Regions from separate parts of the Capra hircus genome. Here region 2 is linked to region 1. A link is a contact called in public Hi-C data. All regions are on one chromosome and are shown on one strand. Each heading gives the region's core, a stretch centred on a gene start, on an enhancer-like site or on the middle of the called end of the contact. The rest is flanking DNA. Distances are from core to core; before and after follow the strand shown.

Region 1 (5,636 bases), core at 2,875-5,374:
CACATTCTCGGGCCCCACCCCGACCTCCTGAATCGGAAGCCGTGGGGTGGACCCTGCCATCTGGGGTCCAGTGGGCTTTCCCCGGGGGTGCTGAGGCTTCCTCATGACTGGGAACCGCTGAGGAGGACCGGGCCCTTCCCAGACCTAGCAGCTGTCCTTGTCACCCCGCCTGAGGCCAGTCACCCTCCAAGGGGCTGCGCAGACGCCTTTGATCATCAGGCGGAGCAGGAAGCAGCCCTCCTACTCTGCCTGTATTGCTGGCATTCTTTACCTGACTCCACATTCTCTCCTAGAAATGAATAGCCTTGGATGGCCGCATATTTGCATAGTGGCTCTCCTGTCCCTTTCACCAGCCTGAATTAATTGTTTTGGAATACCATTTCCGCAGTCTGCTTGCTTAGAGCTTTGATTCTTCACTGCAGGTCTCAGAATCACTGGGGCAGCTCGTGAAAATGCAGATGCCCGCCACACCCTCTCCTAGCTCCAGAATCCTGTAGTGTAGCTGGACTGACGCACTTCACCTACAACTGAGACAAGTCCAAAGTCCTGGTTGACGAAGGTGTGCGGGGGTGGGGTTGTGGGGGAGGGTGGCACGGGGTGTATCTAATTAGATAAAGGGGAACATGGAGGTGGAAATGGAAGAGAGAGGAATCACGGAACTGGTCCCTGAAGGAGCGTCCTGGGATGGTCTCTGCAGGATGCTGCCTGAAGAATAGCCGTGCTGTTTCCTAAGCACTGTGGGAGGATCATCTAACTCTCCGGTAGCCTGCAGAATAGGGCGGGGTGGGGATTTTATGTCCCATTTCACAGACACTGTGGCTTACCAGTATCACATCACTCATCTAAGTGTTAGTCGCTCAGTCATGTCTGACTCTTTGCAACCCCATGGACTGTAGCCCACCAGGTTTCCTTGTCCATGGGATTCCAAGACAACACTGCTAGAATGGATAGCTGTTTCCTCTCCAGGGGATCTTCTCGACTCAGAGATCGAACCCAGGTCTCCTGCACTGCAGGCAGACCCTTCACTGACTGAGCCTACCAGGGGAGGCCCCCACGACTGATCAGGATTAAGCCAAGCCCTGTCCTGTGCCCTGGTCACAGCAAACACCCTTTCCCAACAGCACAAGAGAAGACTACACATGGACGTCACCGGATGGCCGACACCGAAACCCGATTATCTTCTTTGCAGCCAAAGATGGAGAAGCTCTATACAGTCAGCAAAAACAAGACCGGGAGCTGACTGTGGCTCAGATCATGAACTCCTTATTGCCAAATTCAGCCTTAAACTGAACAAAGTAGGGAAAACCACTAGACCATTCAGGTATGACCTAAATCAAATCCCTTATGACTATACAGTGGAAGTGAGAAATAGATTTAAGGGACTAGATCTAATAGACAGAGTGCTTGATGAACTGTGGACAGAGGTTCATGACATTGTACAGGAGACAGGGATCAAGACCATCCCCAAGGAAAAGAAATGCAAAAAAAGCCAAATGGCTGTCTGAGGAGGCCTTACAAATACCTGTGAAAAGAAGAGACGAGAAAAGCAGAAGAAAAGAGAAGATATACCCATTTGAATGCAGAGTTCCAAAGAATAGCAAGGAGAGATAAGAAAGCTTTCCTCAGTGATCAGTGGAAAGAAATAGAGGAAAACAAAAGAATGGGAAAGACTAGAGATCTCTTCAAGAAAATTAGAGATACCAAGGGAACATTTCATGCAAAGATGGGCTCAATAAAGGACAGAAATTGTATGGACCTAACAGAAGTAGAAGATATTAAGAAGAGGTGGCAACAATACACAGAACTGTACAAAAAAGATCTTCATGACCCAGATATTCATGATGGTGTGATCACTCACCTAGAGCCAGACATCCTGGAATGTGAAGTCAAGTGGGCCTTAGACAGCATCTCTATGAACAAAGCTAGTGGAGGTGATGGAATTCCAGTGGAGTTATTTCAAATCCTGAAAGATGGTGCTGTGAAAGTGCTGCACTCAATATGCCAGCAAATTTGGAAAACTCAGCAATGGCCACAGGATTGGAAAAGGTCAGTTTTCGTTCCAATTCCAAAGAAAGGCAATGCCAAAGAATGCTCAAACTACCGCACAATTGCACTCATCTCACATGCTAGTAAGGTAATGCTCAAAATTCTCCAAGCCAGGCTTCAGCAATACGTGAACTGTGAACTTCCTGATGTTCAAGCTGAATTTAGAAAAGGAGAGGAACCAGAAATCAAACTGCCAACATTCGCTGGATCATCGAAAAAGCAAGAGAGTTCCAGAAAAACATCTATTTCTGCTTTATTGACTATGCCAAAGCCTTTGACTGTGTGGATCACAATAAACTGTGGAAAATTCTGAAAGAGATGGGAATACCAGACCACCTGACCGGTCTCTTGAGAAACCTATATGCAGGTCAGGAAGCAACAGTTAGAACTGGACATGGAACAACAGACTGGTTCCAAATACGAAAAGGAGTAATTCAAGGCTGTATATTGTCACCCTGCTTATTTAACTTATATGTAGAGTACATCATGAGAAACGCTGGACTGGAAGAAACACAAGCTGGAATCAAGATTGCCAGGAGAAATATCAATAACCTCAGGTATGCAGATGACACCATCCTGATGGCTGAACTAAAGAGCCTCTTGATGTAAGTGAAAGAGGAGAGTGAAAAAGCTAGCTTAAAACTCAGCATTTAGAAAACTAAGATCATGGCATCTGGTCCCATCACTCCATGGCAAATAAATGGGGAAACAGTGGAAACAGTGTCAGACTTTATTTTTGGGGGCTCCAAAATCACTGCCGATGGTGCCTGCAGCCTTGAACTTATAGGATGCTTACTCCTTGGAAAGAAAGTTATTACCAACCTAGACAGTATATTAAAAAGCAGAGACATTATTTTGCCAACAAAGGTCCATCTAGTCAAGGCTATGGTTTTTCCAGTGGTCATGTGTGGATGTGAGAGTTGGACTGTGAAGAAAGCTGAGCGCCGAAGCACTGATGCTTTTGAACTGTGGTGTTGGAGAAGACTCTTGAGAGTCCCTTGGACTGCAAGGAGATCCAACCAGTCCATCCTAAAGGAGATTGGTTCTGAGTGTTCATTGGAAGGCCTGATGTTGAAGCTGAAGCTCCAACACTTTGGCCACCTGATGCAAAGAACTGACTCATTGGAAAAGACCCTGATGCTGGGAAAGTTTGCAGGTGGGAGGAGAAGGGGATGACAGAGGATGAGACGGCTGGACGGCATCACGGACTCGATGGCCGTGAGTCTGAGTGAGCTCCGGGAGTTGGTGACGGACAGGGAGGCCTGGCGTGCTGCGGTCCATGGGGTCGCAGAGCCGGACACGCCTGAGCGCCTGGACTGACTGAAGTGTCCTGTGCCCAGCCCGTGCCTTCAGCATCCTCTCATACTTCCTCCTCCTGAGAATGTCAAGGATGTAGGTCAGTGAGCTTGCAAAAAATAAAGAAATCAGCCCCCTCTACAGACTGAAACAGCTGAAACTCTGAGGGATGAGCTGTCTGACATACAGGCTCCAGGACGCCCTGCCCTGGAAGAAGAGTTCAAAGACTCGTACCTCAGCTTATAAGTTTGCTGAGAAATTTCTAAGCAGGCTAACAGAGAGATTCTGGGACATTCGGACGAGGGAAACGAGATATGCCTGGCTTGTGAGGAATGTTTAGGACTTCTCTAGCTTATGGCGACCCACTCCAGCACTCTTGCCTGGAAAATCCCATGGATGGAGGAGCCTGGTGGGCTGCAGTCCATGGGGTCGCTGAGAGTCGGACATGACTGAGCCGCATCACTTTCACTTTTCACTTTCAAGTATTGGAGAAGGAAATGGCAACCCACTCGTGTTCCTGCCTGAAAAATCCCAGGGACAGGAGAGCCTGGTGGGCTGCCGTCTATGGGGTCGCACAGAGTCGGACTGAAATGACTTAGCAGCAGCTTGCAGGGAAAATCAGAGAGACGTTGGACTTCATAGTTAAACATTGCTGGGAAAAAGCTGGGCTGGTGGGCAGAAACTGCCAGCCTGTGGCCTCTGCTGCCCTCTGGTGGACATCAGTGGTACTAACCACAGCTGGCCAGGGCCACTTTGCCAGGCTGACCGCCTCAGGCCTGGGCACCAGAGGAGATTGTCTGCGAGCTGACCATGGCCGGTCTATCTCAACACAGGCCCCCAGCAGCGGTGTTCAAAGTCCTGAGTCCCAGGTCCCGGGCTGCTGCACCTCCTCTCCGCAGGATCTGGCAAAGAACCTCTATGGTGCCCAACCTTCCTGAGCTAGACTTCCTAGGCCCTCCTAAATTTATCCATCCTGGTTTCCTGGGGAGGGGCTTGATAGCACCCTACCCAGGATGCCCTCTGATTTGGCGGTGGGGTAGGGAGCAAAAACCCCAGGAGCCCTCTCGTTCTAGCCCTTGGATGATATTAAAAGCACCTGACATTAACTGAGCACTGGCTATATTCTAGACACTTTTCTAAACAGAACAATATCTATATATTTCTCTACGTCTTTCTATATCTGTCTATCATCCATTGAGAGAGGCTGGGAAATGATTGTCGAGACAAGCAGGACACACCTCTGGATGCATGGAGATACAGAGATCACAGGCAAGAGCCAGAAGCCCACAGTCTCAGCACTGCCCTTGATGAACTGAGTCCCTGGGCAAAGAGGCACCCTGCTCTGGGCCTCGAGTTCCTTATCTGTAAAATAATAATAGCATTTCTTTCTCTGAGGATTCTGGAAAATGCTAAATGGAATAATGGGAAGCGTTTAGTACACGGTGCACAGTAAGCCTTCAGCAAAGGCAGGTTTCTCTCCAGCCTTTGAAACTGGACTTAGGCTACCCAGATCTCTGGAGGAGAGAGAGGTGATGATTATGATGGGAAGGCTGTAGATCACACCTGCTCACAATTCCTGAGTACCTCCTATGCTTACCCAATAGCTATGAATGGCTATTGTCAGTGAGTGTACAACTTTTGGCTGCATCTCAGTAGCACATACATGAAGCTTTTAAAGACACTGGTACCCAGGTCCTGCTGATGTAACTGGACTGGCGCAGGATCAGGTATGTCTCCCAAGTGGTTCAAATTGTGCATCTGGTTTTGAGAGTCGGAGAATACTTCCCTCCCGCCTGCTCTCCCATTTAACAGCGTTCAGATCTCAGCTAGGATTGTTGCTGTCATTGTTTAGTCACTCAGGCCTGTTTGATTTTTTGCGACCCCACACCAGGCTTCCCTGTCCTTCACTATCTCCTGGAGTTTGCTCAAATTCATCTCCACTGGGTCAATGATGTCATTCAACCATCTCATCCTCTGCTGCCCTCTTCTCTTCCTGCCCTCAAGCTTTCTCAGCATCAGGGTCTTTTCCAGTTAGTTGGCTCTTCGCATTAGATGGCCAAAGTATTTGAGTTTCAGCTTCAGCATCAGTCCTTCCAGTGAATATTTAGTGTTGATCCCCTTTACAATTGACTGTTTTGATCTCTTTGCAGTCCAAGGGACTCTCAAGAGTCTTCTCCAGCACCACAGTTCAAAAACATCAGTTCTTTGGTGCTCAGCCTTGTTTATGGTCCAACTCTCACATATGTACATGCTTACTGGAAAAACCACAGCTTTCACTAGATGGACCTTTGTTA
Region 2 (5,901 bases), core at 1,773-4,272, 200 kb before region 1:
TTCAAAACAGATCCTCCAAGCACTGTCTTCAAGTCAAATCAAAGTGCCCCACACTTTGTGGGCTATCTGAGGGCCAGGAGCTGCCCCTAACCTTGGGCACTGGGCCCACGGGGTCCGCCAGGCTCTTGCACAGCGGCAGGAGGACCTGGAGTTTTGTGAGTTTTCTGGGACTTGCAGGGATCTCAGTCCCTGCCCAGCACCATCTGGCATCATGAGAAGCAGTAGCGAGCTCCCTGGGGGTGGAGGGGGGCAGCCCAGGCTGGCGTGGGTCAGGCCCACCGGGTGCTGGTCCCAGTGGGGAGTGCAGGGGGCTTGGTAAGGGGCAGAGGAAATCTGCCTGAAGGCGCTGGAGAAGCAGCGCCAGCTCTCTGTTCGGGAGGCCTGTGACCCGGCGGGGCTGCCCTGAGGCTTCCATCCCAGGTGATTCATGGGTGCAGGGAATGGGTTGGAGGGGCTCAGCTCAAACCTTGGGCTGCTGAAGTGGGAAGGGATTAATGACCAGCCCTGGGAGCCAGACAGCCGGACCTGGAGAGACAGATGTTCTCCATTATATAATATCTTTTTTTCTCATATTGTTCAGGGCCATTACTAGCTTTGTCACAGGAGCGTTCTTTGAGAGCCACTTACAAACACAGTGTGGGCTATGCTGGAGTCCGGAGTCCTGCTCCCGCCTTCCCCAGGAGTACACACACACACACACAGAGTCACACACACACACAGTCACACACATACTCACACTCACACACACTCACACGCATTCACACACAGTCACACTCACACACATACACACATGCTCACACACACACACCCCCCACAGAGGAGTGGGGACAGCCAGGCTCACAGCCCACACTGGCCGCCCGGGAGGACACGGGCCACAGCCAGCAGGTCACCTTCTCCTCAGAAGGCTGCTTGTCTGTCTCGGGCTCGCAGCCCACTGGGCTGAGGACACGTGCTCACAGCTTCGCTGCAAGGGAGGCTGGGAAAGTAAGTGTCTGTTCTCCAAGCTTCTCGACGGGGAGGTGGACCCTGCCTCCTCTCATTAGATAGTGGAGTTTCTCAAACCTAGGAGGGATTTTCCCAGGGCAAGGTCCGGCGTCCTCCCCGGCCTTATCCCACGCCGCTCATCCCACTGCTCGCCGCACCTAGGGCCTCTTCCGTTTGGCTACGCCCAGTGATGTGGTCCCCAGCTTGGGGCTCTGCCTAAGCTCTGCCTAAGCTGTGATGCTTGCACCCCCCTCGCGGCCCCGTGGCTCCTCAGTGAGGCCTGAGCACTGCTCCTCAGCTCCCATCCTGCCTATGCTTCAACACTATATTGTTTTCCTGCCTTTCAAGCGCTTTGCCCCTCCTGTAATCATTGTAACAGAAGGCGGATAGAGGCATCCTGCTGCCAAGGATTTTGGCTAGAGCTTACAATCTGGGGCAACGGCTGGGAAGTAACCCTAGCTGAATAAACAGAACAAATAAATACAGTTGTTGGATGCATGTTAGACTTGCCGAGAAAGCGGGATGGCCTTCATGACCATTATCCCAACCCAGTAATTCAGCGTACAAGAGGAGGGCAGACATTGTCAAGGAGACGGGGAAGGGAATTTGCAGGAGGAAGTGCGCTTTTGATTGCTCTCTTCCCCTTGATGAAGGGGTGCTCCCTTGGGTCACAGCCCAGTGCTAGGGAGCCAGGAGAACTTCCCCCAGAGATGAGGGTGCCCATGTCCTGCCCTTCCTTCTCCAGGGGCTCCTGAGTGGCACACACATGCTGCAGCCATTGGCCTGAAGCTTGGGTATAGAGCCCTTGAGAGAGCTTCCTGAGCTCCTGGAGACGGGGGTATCTGTGAACGTGCGACTGGAGTCTGCACTCCCCTGGGGTATTCAGGGCTGGGGACCGCACTGAGGCAGCCTCAGGTGGCCGACTACAGAGACAGGGCAGCTGGGCAGTGCCATTCGGTGAGGCGAGGATGTGCCAGTTTCCCACAGCGGGGGGCTGAGGGAGGTAAGCACGCTGGAGACGTTTGCATGAGACACTCTCGCCCCTGCCAGGAGGACTGCTGGTTGGAAGAGAGCACCCAGGCAGAGAGAGGCTGTGCCTGGTGGGGGGCAGGGGGCCAGGAGCTGAGGGCATAAGGATGGTTATAGAAGTTCAGTGGACAAGGGCATCTACCAACAATATACTGGGGAAAAGCCCTTCACCAAGAAGCCCCATGCAAGGGCCAGCATTTGGAGGCCAGAAGCAGGCATCTCCAATTTTGGAATTGGTTTGATTATTTCGGATGAACAGTCATGCAAAATGATTCAGACAGTCATAGAAACTTGGGATGGAATCTTCCTTGAAAATCCCCTAGGATACGGTACAAAGCCAGTGGTCTTCCCTTAGTCTGCAACTGCATTAATGTTTGAATTTAGCATTTTGATGTTCTAAGAGGTGGCATTTCTTCAACTTCCCCATATAACTTCTTATAACTTAATAAATCTATCTTCCTGACATCTAGCCTTGTCTCTAGTGAATCAGCTCTTGACTATTTAGAAAACAGACTTAATTAGCCTTTTTCCCTTCTCCTGGCTCCACGATTACTGTTGAGATGTTAGACGGCTTCTTAGCACGCATTAAAGATGCAGCTCAAACTCCGCGTTCCAATATTCAGTTTGGGTTAGTCCGCTCTTTATTGCGCTTCCCTGGTGGCTCAGCTGTAAAGAACCTACCTGCCAGGGCGGGAGATGCGGGCTCAATCTCTGGGTCAAGAAGCAGCCCTGGAGAAGGGAACGGCAACCCACTCCAGTGTTCCTGCCGGGAGAATCCCATGGACAGAGGAGCCTGGCGAGACCGGGTCCGAGGGGTCACAAAGAGTCAGACATGACTCAGCGACTGAGAAAGAGCAACCACAGCACACGATGTGACAGAAGCGCCCTCCCGGCTGGGAGAAAACCGCCAAGAGCCCCGAGGCCCTGTCTCTCCCCAGCCACGCCTCCCTCCCGCCCTGCGCCGGAAGCGGAAGCGGAAGCAGCGGAAGCGGAAGCGGAGGGCCAGGAAGGGAGGAGAGTCTGGGAGTGCAGGCGGCACGTCCTCGTGCCCCCCGCTACCCCATCCCCGTCTGAGCTGAGGCAGTGAGAAATTTAAAATTGCATGTGAGACTGAAGTTCTAATTGTATGGGACTTTCAGCCACTTGAAGACTGAAATTATTCCTGAGATGAGAGCTGAAGTGATTGCAAAGCTGAGAGAACAGCCAGAGACGCTGTAAAATACAGAGGGAGGGATATGAGAGACTAGAGCGTTGGAGACAGTTTGGAGAAAACGAAGCTCTTTGTTATCTGTAGCCCACTTGTGTTTAGACCAATCCACAGGTCTGTTACCTTCTGGGTCACTTATTTATTAATTCGTTTCCTGCCTCCCCAATCCCACTTCACCCTGTGTTCTACGAGACCAGGAATCTTCTCGGCCAAGGTCAAGGTCACTGCTGTGTCCTTAATGCCTAGAACAATGGCTGGCACATAGTAGATGCTCAATAAATCTGTTTTAAATAAGGGAAAGATCAAATGTCCAAATACATTTATCAACATTGCTGTGACCTATTTTATTAAATTGGTTGAAAATGTTATTTTATTTGAGGACCGAGTTTCCCCCCAGTTAAACTGGCTTGGACTCCTCAACCCCAGGAGCTACTCAGTGGGCTGAGCCACTGATCACCCAGCTCAGTGCTTTAGGCAGGGCTCTGTCCCCCAGAGACCAGCCGCCAGGGGCGGGAGGCAGAGCCCAGGAGAGTCTGGGGTGATGGGAAGGCCAGGCCAGGCCTGGCCTCTGCCCGGGACACAGCTGTCACTGAACTCCAGTTAAAAGTGGATGTGAGGGCCGGTGGCTCAGAGTGCCTGATAGGAGCCCTCCTGATGCCACGTTAAGGACTTTTCCCAAGGACTCCCTTGATGGATCAGTGGCTAAGACCACATACTCCCAATGCAGGGGGCCTGGGCTTGAGCCCTGATCCAGGAACTAGATTCCACAGCCCACAACTAAAGATCCCCCACGCGGCAACAAGATCCCACTCCTGCTACTAAAGCCCTGTGCAGCCAAATAAGTACATCAAAAAACAGAAAGGGGACTTTTCCCAGAGCGCTTCCATGGGCTGGGCGTTGGCCCTTGTGCTCGTCTGCAAGCCACCAGCAGAGGGCGGTGCCACCTCCCCATATCCAGGGTCACCCCTCCTGCCCATCCTTAGAGCTGCTTGCACCCCTCACTTCCTTACCTGGAGCTTTAGGAAGCAGCTTGCACATCTGCTTTGTTTAGGGAAGAGGGTTGGAGGAAACAGGGTCTTTAGTGTCTTGGGCCTGCTGTAACAAAGTACTGCAAACTGGGGCTTAAAACAACAGACGTTTATTCTCCCTGGAGGCCAGCAGTCTGAAATCACGGTGCCAGGTGGGCTGTGCTCCTTTGAAGGATATAGGGAGGAGCCCGTCTTTGCTTCTTCTAGCTTCTGGTGGTCCTGGCACTCCTCAGCTCCTCAGATAGTGGCAGCAGAACTTTCTCTGCCTCCATCTCCACAGGGTCATCTTCTTTTTATAAGGACGCCCTACACTGGATTTAGGGACCACCCCTAAACTCAGGACGATTTCATCTCGAGGTCCTTAATGGATTACATTTCCAAAGACTCTACTTCCAAATAAGGTCACCTTTTGAGGTTCTGAGTGGATGCGAATTTTGGCGGGACACCACACCCCGACCCCAAAGGACTCTTGATTGACAACCTACTTTGCCCTAGGGCCTGTGCAAGTCACCTGCATCCTCCAGTCTTCATTATGTTCCAAAAAACTGGGAGACATGTGTTATTGTTTCCTTTTATTCCCCTCAGAGGAGAAAACTGAGGCTCAGAGAGGTTCCCTGACTTCTGTAAGTTGCATGTGAACCGGGGTTGAGCTCAGGGCTGTCATCCTCCAAAGCCATCTATACTGGTTTATGAGAAGCTTGAGGACAGGAGTTTTGGCCTTATTCATCTTTTCACCTCTCTTCTCCCATCATTTCTGGAGCCAGCACTCCGCACACTGATAGTTCTGAAAACTGATACATAAGAAAGGGACCATTGACCTTGAGAAAGACCTGGAACCGGTGTATCACTGACGTGGTTGCAGAACCTTATGGTTGCTGGGTGTGTGGACCATCCCCCAAAAGCCTCCTTCAAAACCTCTGTGCTGACAAGTGACGCCTTCTCTCACTGACTAGATGCTCCTGCTCCCCCGAGAAATCATGCAGCCCCTACAATCTCAGATCTGTGCTAGCCCTGGAGAACAGGAAGGGCAACCATAATAAAGATGAAATCTAAACAACAGTTACAATTTGTGAAATGCTTACTACCCCACAGGCCAGGCGTTTTATATAGGCGGTATCTTGAAATCTTCATAACAGCCCATATAGGTAAGTAGTATTATCCTTGTTTTTGCATAGAGGTTGCATTCTGATCTGAGTCTCCCTGACTTTGAAGTTGGTATTTCTGCACTTTTTTTTTTTTTTTTTGCTTCTTTCCAACTTCCCTGCCAGAAGGGCACCTTTGTACTACCACAGATTTCCTGGGCAAAGGGTGGAGGGAAGTGGGAAGATGCTGGAAGCAGAATGTCTAGGCTGAGTCAAGAGGATTCCTAGGTCCATGGGGAGGGCACCCATACTGCTCTAAGTTTTAAAGACTTCAGAGAGAAAACATCATTCCCTGAAGAGCCAATTAATGAAAGTTAATTTGCATATCTAGATTGGTTCATGAAAATTGTAACAAGCTCCTTGTGGACTTGGGGGTGAAGTTCAGGAGTGTTGAACATTTGAAGGAGATTTTTGTTAAGGTTTTTCATTTGCTTGCTTTATTTCTTCTCAAATTTGACTTCTCCTGGCTTGAAAATAGAGAATTCACTAACTTGTGGATCAGGTGTAGTCC

Evidence for each region. A called contact is a pair of places that touch in the nucleus more often than the background predicts.
Region 2: a Hi-C map of liver shows a contact between it and region 1, with 5 times the contacts expected there. The contact joins two enhancer-like sites. A contact is called at or near these places in 3 of 5 Hi-C or Micro-C datasets (blood and liver).

The regions. Positions count from the first base shown.
Region 1 is chr20:2,403,444-2,409,079 of ARS1.2, reverse strand. No RefSeq gene overlaps it. Among named protein-coding and RNA genes, the nearest start is that of KCNMB1, 56 kb to the right of the region's middle. Within about 2 kb of position 4,124, at least 2 of the 5 cell types and tissues checked have an H3K27ac peak or open chromatin away from gene starts, as enhancers often do.
Region 2 is chr20:2,599,337-2,605,237 of ARS1.2, reverse strand. All of the region lies in intron 1 of KCNIP1 (Kv channel-interacting protein 1), which reads right to left. Among named protein-coding and RNA genes, the nearest start is that of KCNIP1, 130 kb to the right of the region's middle. Within about 2 kb of position 3,022, at least 1 of the 5 cell types and tissues checked has an H3K27ac peak or open chromatin away from gene starts, as enhancers often do.